Linked DNA regions of Triticum aestivum: region 1 is linked to region 2. A link is a contact called in public Hi-C data. All regions are on one chromosome and are shown on one strand. The core of a region is the stretch at or near the end of the contact, and the rest is flanking DNA. Distances in the headings are between cores, read along the strand shown. Region 1 holds the start of LOC123128100 (cyclin-dependent kinase F-4). Region 2 holds the start of LOC123128098 (myb family transcription factor PHL11).

The links. Hi-C and Micro-C count contacts between places; a contact is called where the count stands out from the background.
Region 1: a contact with region 2 is called in a Hi-C map of leaf, with 6 times the contacts expected there. The contact joins the promoter of LOC123128100 here to the promoter of LOC123128098 in region 2. A contact is called at or near these places in 5 of 5 Hi-C or Micro-C datasets (leaf, root and an unstated tissue).

What each region holds. Positions count from the first base shown.
Region 1 is chr6A:497,983,330-497,989,431 of IWGSC CS RefSeq v2.1, reverse strand. It overlaps LOC123128100 (cyclin-dependent kinase F-4), which reads right to left and starts at 3,373. Exons shown (of 17, transcript XM_044548017.1): 1 at 3,193-3,373; 2 at 1,816-2,060; 3 at 1,108-1,523; 4 at 933-1,011; 5 at 772-840; 6 at 598-687; 7 at 376-514; 8 at 67-169. The coding sequence starts at 1,115.
Region 2 is chr6A:497,756,087-497,762,286 of IWGSC CS RefSeq v2.1, reverse strand. It overlaps LOC123128098 (myb family transcription factor PHL11), which reads right to left and starts at 1,346. Exons shown (of 5, transcript XM_044548011.1): 1 at 867-1,346; 2 at 293-424; 3 at 22-97. The coding sequence starts at 1,008. It overlaps LOC123128097 (cell division cycle 20.2, cofactor of APC complex), which reads right to left. Exons shown (of 5, transcript XM_044548010.1): 5 at 5,839-6,200. The coding sequence ends at 6,193.

The sequences.
Region 1 (6,102 bases), core at 2,124-4,623, 230 kb before region 2:
TGGGGTTCAAGAAAAAGTATATCATTGTTGTTCTCTGTGTGGTGGGGCCATGGGAGCGGCACTAACCAGCGTGTTGACACATATTCTGTGTATGGTGGTGCAGATGAAATTTCTCTTGCTAGACCAAAGTCTGCTAGCTTTAGGACATCTTTGCTAACCAGCAGATTCTCTGGAATGGTATAGCAATATAGTTAATAAAACAATAAAATATGAATGAATGAAAAAAATGCATCAGTTGATCTGCAAAATTGGAACACCTATAGCTGCTAGAAGGCTTTAACTACAACTCACAATACACTAATGTCAGACTTCCATTTAATTTGGCTGGTAGAAAAATACAGGGCAGGGGGTAGATGAGTACATAAGAAATCCTACCTGGTTTGAGGTCACGATGAAAGTATCCCCTCTGGTGCATATAGGCAAGAGCCTGGAAAATCTGAAAGCACCAATTACGGACATCTGACTCCGCGAAAGGCTTTACTCTGTCTTTCATAAGTTGGTAGAGATTGCACTCCTAAATGAAACAATGGACAATATTCAACAAAAGCATGATATGGGGTAGTTATAAACTTTGTTATCAATCACGTGCTTAAGTACCATGTATTCCATTATGAAGTATAATATATCATTTTCCCTTATGACCTCCTTGAGCTTCACTATGTTAGGGTGATTCATGCGCCGCAAAGACTTCAATAAAGAAGACATGTTATTTGAAGGTAAGTAATATGCTAGAGAACATCAGAGAGACGAGTACATGACTGGCTAAAGTACCTTTACTTCACGTAAACTCATACATTCCTCGAAAGAATAATATTTTCTTTTCATTTTCTTAACGGCCACCTACATTGGATTAATATGAAACATTGACGTCAACTTCATTGTTTCACAGTTCAGGTAAAGATAGCAAGAGTGATATATCATAGGATACGTACAACTTCACCATTTTGTTTATTTATAGCGCGCCATACGCTCCCGAATGTCCCATCACCAACTTCCTTAATCAACTTGAATCTGCAAAGATAAGGCGCTCTAAGAAAAATGCAAACCCGAAACAGGAATTCAATACAACTGTTATCCAGAGGAGAGAAAAAATACAAAAAGGGTTACCTATCCATTTTTCCGGTAATTTTGTTGCCTGATAGAAGCTTTTTCCTTTGGACAACCAGGTATCAAGAAGCCTTTTCCTTTGGGACAACCAGGTATCAAGAAGCCTTTTTCCTTTGGGACAACCAGGTATCAAGAAAAATCAACAACAAGCACAGAGAAGTGTTTCAAAGTCTAAGCGACCAATATCTTGTCTATCAGTTCGCACAAACAGATGTATGATCCGTCAATTGAACAGTGGGCCTCCACTGGTTTGTGCTGTCTTGGATTTGGTCCCCTCACGAAGATCCCACAGCAACCATAGTAGAGTCCCAGAATATAGCAAGGATGAGCCTTGACCTCAGATGATATACAGCAAGCAAATGGCAACTAACTAGGGAGTGACAGATGGAGACTGAATGCAGTAAAGATGGTTGACCCTGCATATATTAAGAGAAAAGAAATTCAGAATGTTTCAAGAGATATGGTTGATTTAGTTTTCACATGCTAATACATGCAGGAAAGAACAGTTTGAACTCCCAATAGTAGAATTTAATTATTCTACGAGCACATCATTGGCCAGTTTACATGATCAGCATCTACTACTGGATTTGACTACAATAAGAAGTTACTCTGGAGATGATGCGCTGATAAACAGAGAATAAACAAAATGAGATGATAAAAACTTAGCCAATAGAACAAAAGAAAGGAAAAACAAAGCAGGTATTTTACATGTAGATGTGGAGCATAGACTGGAGTATCGCTTCAGGATCGCCTCAGCCTGCTGTCGTTGAGCATAGAACCACTATGTGCAGTTCACCAGAGAGAAGAGTTGGGTGTTCCCACGAGCTAAAACACGCCAATCAAAAGTTTCTTCTGAAACAAATAGCTTGCATTGAAGGTGATATGCCCCGAAGACCACTTTTCCCATGTCTTTGATGAACACTTTAAGCTCCCAAGATCACTGCTGGTGCAATCTGACACAATTTATTTGAATCAGAATGATGTGGTCGATTATAAAACTTTTTGCGCTCGATGACATGGTATAGTGTATGCCAAAGGAACAAGAATCATTTCCACGAAGCATGAACATTGATGCGACGTAGAACCATTTGGATTATATATAACGCAGTCAACTGACGATCTCTATCAGAAACCAACACAAATTTAGCAACATTTCCGAATCTAGTTTAAAGAATCCATTTTAATATCCCTTTTAATATACTAAGATACATGGAGGTCTGTACACAGCAAAATTTTGAATTGAATCATTTTAAGTGGATAATAATTTGCGGCTCACGTGTTGCTAGAACCAACATTAATGCACAAAACGAAACATATTTCTCAGGGAAATATCAGAATCAGATATAGCACTCGTTTACCTAAATCACATAATACTAGGCATACATTAATACCAGGGTAGAAGTGTATAACATTGGTGGAGCTGGACATTGCAAACAGTATCGGTACTATCAATGATGCTATTCATCAATCGCAATAACGACCCGGCATCTCAATTGGCGTGGTGATCGAGCTATACCGTTGCTTGAAACATCAAAATTCGAAAATAATGTTGCTATCCCATTACTGGCTGAAACGGATTTATCGTAGCAAAATCCATACATATAGAAACATCTCCGAACTCAAAATATCGCCTCAGGTTGGAATTAGTGGGAAAACGCCTGCATTGCTACCTTGTTTTTCTGAGCTTCTCTCTCAAACTTCTGCATTGCCACCTCAATCACAATTTACATTGCAAGCACAGAAAACATAGATTTTTCTCATCTATAGGAAGAAAAAAGGCGCCTTTTAACGGGAGAAAAGGAACCTTTCCGCGCAAAAATCTAAATCAGCCAACCAAAGGAAGATGAAAAATCCAAACAGAAAAGCATCCCGGCACAATCCTGAAAATAAGCTATCGCGGCACGGCCAGGCACAAACCTATACATGGATTCGCATTGGAGCGAATGCCCGGTGGGCGCTCAGATCCGGCGGCTGGGACACAGATCCGGGGCAAATCGCCTGGAGCAAGCAAAGCGAGGAGGGAGAGAGAGGGACGGAGCGCGACGCGAGAAAGGCGGGGGCAATGGAGCGGAATCGATGCCATACCTTACCTTAGCAGGCGGGCAAAGGAGCATAGGGGTGGTGGTGGTGGTGGTGGTGGTGGCTCCCCACGTGCCGCGTGTCGGCGCGGCCCACCTCAGCCCAGCCCCGCGCGGCGCGGCGCAAAGGAGGAGGCCGGTGGGGCGCGGCGCCGGTGATTGTGTCCCCGTGGCGGCGGCGGGCGGCGGGCGGCGGGCGGCGGCGGCGGCGTGGAACGGCGCGGGCGGGCGGGGGGAAGAAAGAAGGGGGGAAATGAGCCGCGGCCTGCCTCCCACCGCACCCTCCCCTGGCTTTCTACCCGCGACGCGCCCCGTTACTTTTTATAACCGTGGCCAGCAGCGCCCGTCCCCGGCACCGCACCGCGTCGCCTCGCCCCTCGCGCTCCGCCGGCCTCCCCTCCCCTAACCTTTTTTTAACCTCTCTGCCCCCGGCTGACGAAGCCCTTTTCGTTCGGGCTTGCGTTTGCCCCAGCGGAGGGGAAGCAAAAGTATTTCCTGCCTTTTCACCCGCCCGCTACCAGCCCATCTTTCCCCGTCCTCGGATTGATTGCCATTGACGCTTTGGGGTGAGGTGAGGTGGGGTGGGGTGAAATGATGGGGAGATCGTAACCGTGTGGACTTCCCTCGCCACGGCCCGCCCGACGTTGATCGGCGGTGGTTACCGGATGCAGCGGGACGGCGACGGACGGGCGCGATGCTCCTCCACATGTCAGTCAGTGCCAGCTTGGCACATTCAGCATCCCAAGTTTTTTTTTTTTTTTGAGAAACTTCAGCATTCGTTCCAAGGAACAGTTCTTCACCTGGACGATTTCTTATCCCCGCTGTAAATGGTCCCGGCCTGCCCACCACCACCATCACCTGCGAGGCACCACCAAAGCCAAAAAGGCTACTAGCAAAGGCGATCCGGCCATTCGGGTAATCACGGGCAACAGCGCACGGCGTTCGGCCATCGGCCTATCAGCGCTGTCTCTACATTCCGTGCCACTGACAGCATCATGGGGAGTTGGTCTGGTCCCCGGCCCCTCCCTCGCTCGCTCGCTCTACCCACCACGGCGCCGAGTGGTGTGAGTGTTTATGGCGTTTGGATTGGACCCGACGCAAGCTAGCGGCCGCTCTCCACTCCATTCTCTTCTCTCCGGTTGGTGGCCGGTCACATGGACGTGATGCTGATCGGCGTGGTGTGACCCTAATCTGTTTTATTCCGGAGGGCATGCTTATGGGATTCCGGACGCATGCATGGTCCGTTTCAAGTGGTGTTTTATCATTGGGTTGGTTCCCGGCGTTTTTGTGTTTTGTTCTTTTATGTGGAGCTGGTGGTACAATGATTAATCTCTTCGATTATTTGAGCACCGGAAGCGGTGAAATGACAAAAATGTTTGTTCAAAGACTGTAGTCAGGCATCCACAGCCTCTTTTTATTTTTGAGAAACCACTGCCTCTTCTCCTATGAGTGGAGATATTTTTGGCCCACGTTTCGTTGGAGTGGACCTAGATCATCTGGCTGTCGACTAGAGCGGATTTATTAGAAAATGCGTAACTCATTTTCCGAAACTTAGTGAGTATAGCATTTTTTAAAAGTTTTGTAGAACTCACAGATAAAAATTGATGCGCTTATTAAGTGGGTGTAAACTCGTGTCTGTCAATTTTTGGCATATAAAATAAAATAGGTGATCTGTGTTACAAGCAAAAATCATAAAGTGGATTTCTTTTGAAAAATATACATAACTTGTATTGCAGAAATTCACTCAAATCAAAATTTTGATTTAATGCAGATCGCACGTGAACATATTTTATTGCAAATATGGGGACATAATGAGAGAGATTTGAATTGTCGCCAATGTGGTAAGGGAGAATGAGAGAGAGATCTGAAGAAGGATGGAGACCGTGAAAGAGATTGGCAACCTCATTTCTTCCATTTTTGTGTTGGTAGGCAAAGTGTGTTTTTTAGGCTATTTTCTATAGGAGATCACTCACACATTAGGTGTAATAACTTGTAATGGTTCCCCAATGGCAATCTTCTAGACACGGTGTTTTTGGGTAACTCATCGGCAATATGAAAAGGTATTGAGTACATACTTGAACTTGTTAAGAAAGGTATAATTTGAAGAGTGGGGGATGGCTCTTCCACTCGAACATGGAGAGATCCCTGGATCCCTAGGGGACCGTCTTTCAGGTCAGTGACACCTAAACAGAACTGCGGCTTTGATTGGGTCTCGGATTTTGATGCTTGGGACGTTCATCTCGTCTTCAGGACCACTTCTAGCCCATGGATGTGCGTGAAATTGTAAAAATCCACACTTCACCCAGACAGCGTGAGGGTTTTTTTCTATGGTTCCCAAAGAAGTGTGGGCACTTTTCTATCAGGAGTGCATATAACTCACGACAGGTCCTAATGATGATTTATTCGCGGCGGGCCTTGAGCTCGAGCCCAGAAGGGGATCGGATCATTTGGAACTTAACCTGGCGATCAAAGGTTCCCCAAAAGAGGAAGATCATGCTTTGGAGCGCAATGTCGGGTGCTCTTGCTATCACGACCTGCAAGGCTTCTCGGCACTTGTCCACACGTTCGACCTACACCTTGTGTGGTGTAGAGGACAAGGGAATCTGCCATGCATTGATTTCTTGTGACCACGCCAAGTGTATTTGGGTAAGGATGAAGACTAGACGGCAACTACCTGCCGATGACCAACTAGTTGAGACAGGACTGGCTACTTAACGTTTTGTGTGGTTGTTCAGAGGACGTTCGCGACCGCGTTATTATCTAATATGACGAATTTGGCAGCTGCACAATGACCTAGTTCATGGCAAGGAGGCACCCTCATTGATATTATGGTGGAGTTCCTTGATAGCTACATAAATCCATTGTTCATGCTGGGAGGTACACAATTGAGGAGATAGTTAAAGGAAAGATGCCAGTT
Region 2 (6,200 bases), core at 97-2,596:
CTTGGTATAAGGTTGACTCACCCCGTAGTGTTATTCCCGGCGGACGGAACGTTGGGAGGCATCGCAGAGGAGAAACTGATGCCCTGTGCGGCGAAGGCTGTGCAAAGAGAAATCGAGGGCATGTGAGATTTGGAACAGGGAAAACGTTGGAAACGAAAACCAAGATGCATCGACATCAAATGCTTTATCATGTTGTTTATTTCTTTTTAAAAAGTATAATCATGTCACCTCTTGCTTGGCACAGGGGTGCTTAATCTAAGTACTGCTTTTAGAAGGTACAGTGCGTGCATACCTCTGTTGGTTTCGAAGCCTGTGTCTTTCTTGCTCTGCTTTCCCATCCTGTATTTCTGAAGATGACTCTTGAGGTGGTACAAGGTGAGCCCTTTCATGCCCATCAGTCTCAGCACCGACTTGGGCGTCGCCTCTGTCGACAGTAAAGTCAAATGAGAAACCAAGTCAAAACAGGAGCCTTGGTAACAACTAGTACTACTTGCGTATACATGGATGGATCAGAACAGAAAACAATCAAAAAATGGGGTCACAGATCGAGTGATCAACAGATGATCGTGATCAGGATACACGGATCTCTCCGGCGCTACAGCCTACAATTGTGTCAGAGAGTGCGTGCATGCATGCATGCTCGGCCCCTTTGGCCTTTACAGGCTACAGCGGCCGGCCGGGTGGGGCGGGCAAATGCTCCCACAAGCCGCCGGACATGAACATGAGCACGTGAGTGAGCTGGGCGATGCATGAGAGCTCGAGCAGACCGGCTGCTGGCGGCGGTGGCAAATTACTTGCGCGCATCACATGTATGCATGGAGTGGAGAGGCTAGGCATGAGCAGAGGAGGAGGTGACTGGTTCTTACTGTCGGGCCCGCCGAGCTTGGTGACGGCCTCCACGAAGCGCTCGTGCAGGTCGGGCGTCCAGCGCAGCCGGGGCTTGGGGTCCCGCGACAGCACCACCCCGGCGCCCACGCCGTACCCCGCCCGCTCCATCCCCTCGAACATGATGATCTCCGGCGAGCTCTCGCCTCCGTCCGTCCACCTCGATCGCGCCTCCGGCCAGCTGCCGCCCTTCGCCTCCTAGTTAGCAAGCAAGCAAGCTAGCTAGCTAGCTTTCTCTCGTGGCCGATCAACTGGTGATGTATCTCCCGACGTAGCAAGGGCGGCTGCCTGTGTATGCGTGCTGCAGCGCAGCTAGAGCCTAGAGCGCGAGCGCGAATCTGGTGCCGTGTGAAGTTGGCGTGGGAATTCGGCCAAGCCCGAGGAGGATTCGTGATGGGAATGTGTGCTGCTAGCTCGCTAGCTAGCTATATGGCCGGGCGTGGGCGGAGATAGAGACGCGGGGAGGAGGTGCGGTGCGGTGCGGCGATATGTAAGTAGACAGGTGGGGAGAGAGATGGGCGCCGAGGCGGGCGAGAGAGCATGAACCGAACCGAACCGAACCGGACGCCGGGCATCGCATCGCATGCCGCAGCATCGTGTGCGCTGCTCGGTCGATCATGCGTGCGGCGCGGCGCTTGGAATCTCGGGGAGCCTTGCGCTAGGGTGAGCTAGACAAACCGACCGAGCGCCAACCGGGGCGCGACGCGTGGAGGGCCGCCGGCGGCGTATGGCCGGCCGATCGGGCCCGGGAAGGGCGCGCGCCACGTGGTCGCCGCGGCCCCCGACACGGGCGGTTGCGCCATGTGTGCATGTGCGCCGCTGCCGCCGGGTCCCGGTCGTGCTGCTACGTACTCTACGTAGCTAGCGAGGCGAGGGAGGCGCTGTCTGTTGTTCCGATCGATCATGACGGACGCGCCTTTGTTTTTTGCTAAAGATGATCATTGCTCACTTGCTAGATTTTGCCTAAAGATCGTTGGCGATTGGGTGTCGCCTCGCCGGTCAATGATCACGACAACACGCATCGATAGCTCCATCGGCTCACCGCCGGGACCAAGGGAGGTCGACGGACCAAAACCAGGCCAAGCTAGCCTCGCTCTCCTAGGTCGAGGAAACTAACAGCTTGTAGCAGTAGCACACGTCGATGGAACTGGAACTCGTACGGTTCTGATCTATAGAAACCTCCACGGCGAATATTCCGGCGGCGGCGGCGCCGGCGAGTGGCCCGGCGGGGGCGGAGAGTGGAGGAGCGGCGGGGGCGAGAGAGACGCGGGGAGATGTTGGCGATGATGTCGCCTGGCCCCTCGCTCAGAGGGAATATTCGCGCCAACTTGGTTGCGACCGCCGCCCCCCACACGCTTTGCTTTTTTGCTTTTGCGCTTGTTCTTTTCTGTCCTCGCCTCCGTTCCGTCCGGCCTCGATAGCCAAGAGATGTCCGTCAGAAAGAAAAAAAAACAGCGAAGAGCGTATGGACTTTTTTTTTTGGAGTGTGTGCGTATGGATTGGACGGTACGTGACACAACAGTGTGTATGTGCGCGCGCCAAAAGTCTCTGAAAATGGTTTCGCCGCACGTCCAAGTTTGGACTGAAATCTGTATTAATGTCCGAGCCAGCTTTAATAATCTCAGGAAAAAAAAGTCTGGAACTGGAAAGCGGACGCAACGAGAACATTTTTATTTTCTTGAGCAACAATTTGAATTCACCATTAACAAAGTGACGACATATTCCGCAAAACAAAAACAAAGTGACAACGTATTTTTTTGGTGGGGTGCTCTAGTTTTCTTGTGTGGGCTTTATTTCGCGGATGAAATTTGAAAATGAAGATTTGATGTCAGCTGCTTCTGACCTATAAAGGGAACTACGTAACTTCATTTTATACACTTTGTTGGGCCTCCAAACGCATAGTTTTGTAGAACAACAGTAAATTCACTCAAGCGGATGAAATCACGTAGTTAGCAAACCACTTCAAAGTTGTGTTTCCAATCAATCTATTGAACCAACACCTTATGATATTATCGTTCAACCTTTATGCTAAGAGTACCTCAATGTCACCTCAAATATCCACAAGTTAATTATTAGAAAAACAACATGTAACCTCAAATCCAAAGTACTCAATCCAACATAAAGGACCTTCAAAGAGCAATATTCAATTCACCACAAAAAGAATAGAGATAGATGAACATCATAAGATCCAACTTTATTAATCAAGCTCATGATACAGTCAAGATCAAAATCCATCAAAAACATGAAAGAGAGAGATCAAATACATAACTACTGGTACAAATCCTCCCCCAGGATGAACTACTAACACATCACCATGGAGGCAACAAGTTTGATGAAGAGACCTCCATGGATGGGTTCCCCCTCGGCAGAATGCCGGGAAAGGGCTTCAGATGAGATTGCTTCGAAACAGAGACTTGTGGCGACGATAAAATTGTTTCGGGTCTGGCCCCGAAGGTTTTGAAATATATGTGAACTTATAAGTCAGGAATTAGATCAAACAGAACTGCAGGGGGGCACTAGCCTGGATGACCCCGGCCCACCCAATCCCTCTCCCGGTCTCATTTCCTTCCACTGTGCCCCTTCTCCCCCTTGCTTTCCATCCGCACCCTCCACCTCCGCCGTCGCTGCTGTACGTCTTTGGTCACCACAGAGGCATTGCCGAACGTCCGCAACCAGCACCAACACGCTCACTCGCCTCTATGATGGCGTTGTCCACCGTGAAGCCGTTTGTACCCAGGTACACTCCGCCCCTGTAGACGACCTCCATGAAGGACACCACACTCGGCTGGTCTTCGATCAAATGCCATTAAGCTTATTTTCGAGCACTGTGTCATTTTTAGAGTACGAAGGATGCCGAGCTACTCGATCATGGAGAATGAGTTGTTGTGCGATGCGTGGTTGGCCGTATTCGCAGATTTCGTAGGCAGTGGCAGAGGGGGGCCTTCTGGCACCAAGTGAATAAATCGTTTCACGCATGAAAGCACATTGCGCCCTACGACATGTACATCATTCAACAACGCAATGTGTAGTTGCTATCGTAGTGCTGGTACGCTATCCAAACTAGCGTCACCAAGTTTTGTAACGTGGTTCGTCAGCCGGAGGCAAGGTGGCCATTGCACACGATAGAGGACGAGATCGTAAGTTTTGCTTCCTCTTGCTCAACTTGTTGATTGATTCGTTCACTCAATGTTGTTGTACACATTATGTAGCCCGCACGTGCTACCATGATGTAACACATTTTAGAGGGACCGCCATTTACGTACACACACCGTTGGATGAAGCTCGAGGAGGAGTATGTGTGGGAGGGCATGATCCGTTGATGAAAAACTAGTTGGATATGCGGTTAATTAGTTGAATTTAAGACATTGTTGTACTAGACTTAATTTGCATGTTATGTATCGATAATTTATGTTATTTTTTATCCAAACTTTGATGAATATCGGCCGGTTTGCATGAACTTCGTCCGGTTAGTTCATATGCGGGTTGAAATGTATGCGGATAGCGTTGTATGATGGCCTCCCGCGCCGTATTCGCGGACTATTCCCTTTGTCCACGAATGAATGCGGGCAGAAATTAACGGATCACTGTTGGAGATGGCCTAATGGTGTGAAATGCTTGCAGCATTGGGGTCAGCATAAGATTCCCCGTGGAGCATATAGATTTGACTCATTTGACGAGCCCACGTCTGGTTTTGTCTTTGTTCTGATTCCCGCTTTATATGCTCCTTGAAGCAAACTCCTCCCCCCGAGAATCGCATACTTAGGTTTTAGTTTTGGAACTAGAATCGTATGCTTAAAGGCAGACCGGCCGGCCAACAGTCTTCATCTGTTCCCATCGAGGTCGTAACACCCATCGCTAAGCACGTGCTTTCGCCATATTCCCTTCCAATCGAGCACACATGTAGCCGTACACATGCCTCGCTCTCCAGCCAGCGGTAACAATAACCCTAACAATATATAATCACATCAGCTGTAAAAAGAAAATCGGTGCTATAGCCGATCAGCAGATTAGCAACAGCAGCAGAGAGCATCGTTCCATGTTAGCTTTGTTCCTTTTGCTGAGACCCTCACCAATCAGGTCAATCACGGACAAACACCAAGATATTTTCTGGTTGAGCCGAATCAAAATCTCCCTCCGGCCGGCCGGCCGGGTACGCATGTCTGGCGCATGCGCTGCATGCAAACCAAACGGAGGCTCTGATCTGATGGAGAGGGTGGTCGTCGTCGTCGCGCCGCTGCCAAGGGCCAAGGCGGCCGGCCAACCCACCCCACATGAACATATGCTGCGGCGTGGTCCGCGGCGGTACGACTTGTTTAAAAGGCCACATGCCGCCGCTGGCCGAGGAGGAGGGGGAGGAGGATCCGAGGGGGTCTGGTTGTTGGGTGGCGGTGCGGCAGCGGGTCAGAGGGTGAGCTGTGCGGGCGCGGCCGTGGGAGGCGGGGGAGAGGGAGGGGACACGGAATCTATTCGTTTACCGCCGCCTGCTTCGGCGGTCGCCTGCTGGTGCTGGTGCTGGTACGGTCGTCGTGGCGGACCGGCGAGCCTGGCGCTCGGCTGGCCGGCCGGCCGAGCCGGACTGCCCCGGGGGTGCGGTGCGCAACGCGACAAAGGGGCGGTGCGACCTCGGCCACGTGGGAGCGCTGTTCCTTGCGTGGGTCTTGGGGAAATGCACGGTCCTCTTCCCGGCTGCTCTCTGCCACCACTTTTTGGGTTGGATTAAATTACCCTTCTTCTAAAAGGAGGTCACTGCTGTATGCTGTTCGGCATCATGAGTTGGACCAAGATAGAGTGGCGTGTCTGAAATTTTGAACGAGTTACTGGAAAACATTCAGATCCTAATCCGATATCGGCATTGCGGACGGTGGACTTCTGTCACCCTGAAATGGTCTTCTTCAGAACGCAAGTTCAGTAGATTCAACCGAATGACAACAAATTAGGTCAGTTATAAGAGAATTTTTACATCAAACGAATGGATCTTATCTCAAGTTACAGGTAACCAGCAACGATGAGAATGAGATCGATCTTATACGATGTGTACTTATGTTCAGTTTCTGAAGAGTGGAGGTTAATTACGGAAAGGCCCTCTGCTCAGCAAAGGGCGATTCTGGAAGAACATGACCTCTAAACCTTTTCTGGATGAGATGAATGCACACAAAGTAAAGGAAACACAGGCCAACAAAAGACACAGGAGGCAGTGAAGTCAGTACATCAGCAGTATATACCCACGTATTTAGCCTATTATTCTGTACACTACACAGCTGCCCATAGAACCATATCCAGTTCAAGAGATTGTTCACGTTGTTGTCTTCATCGGA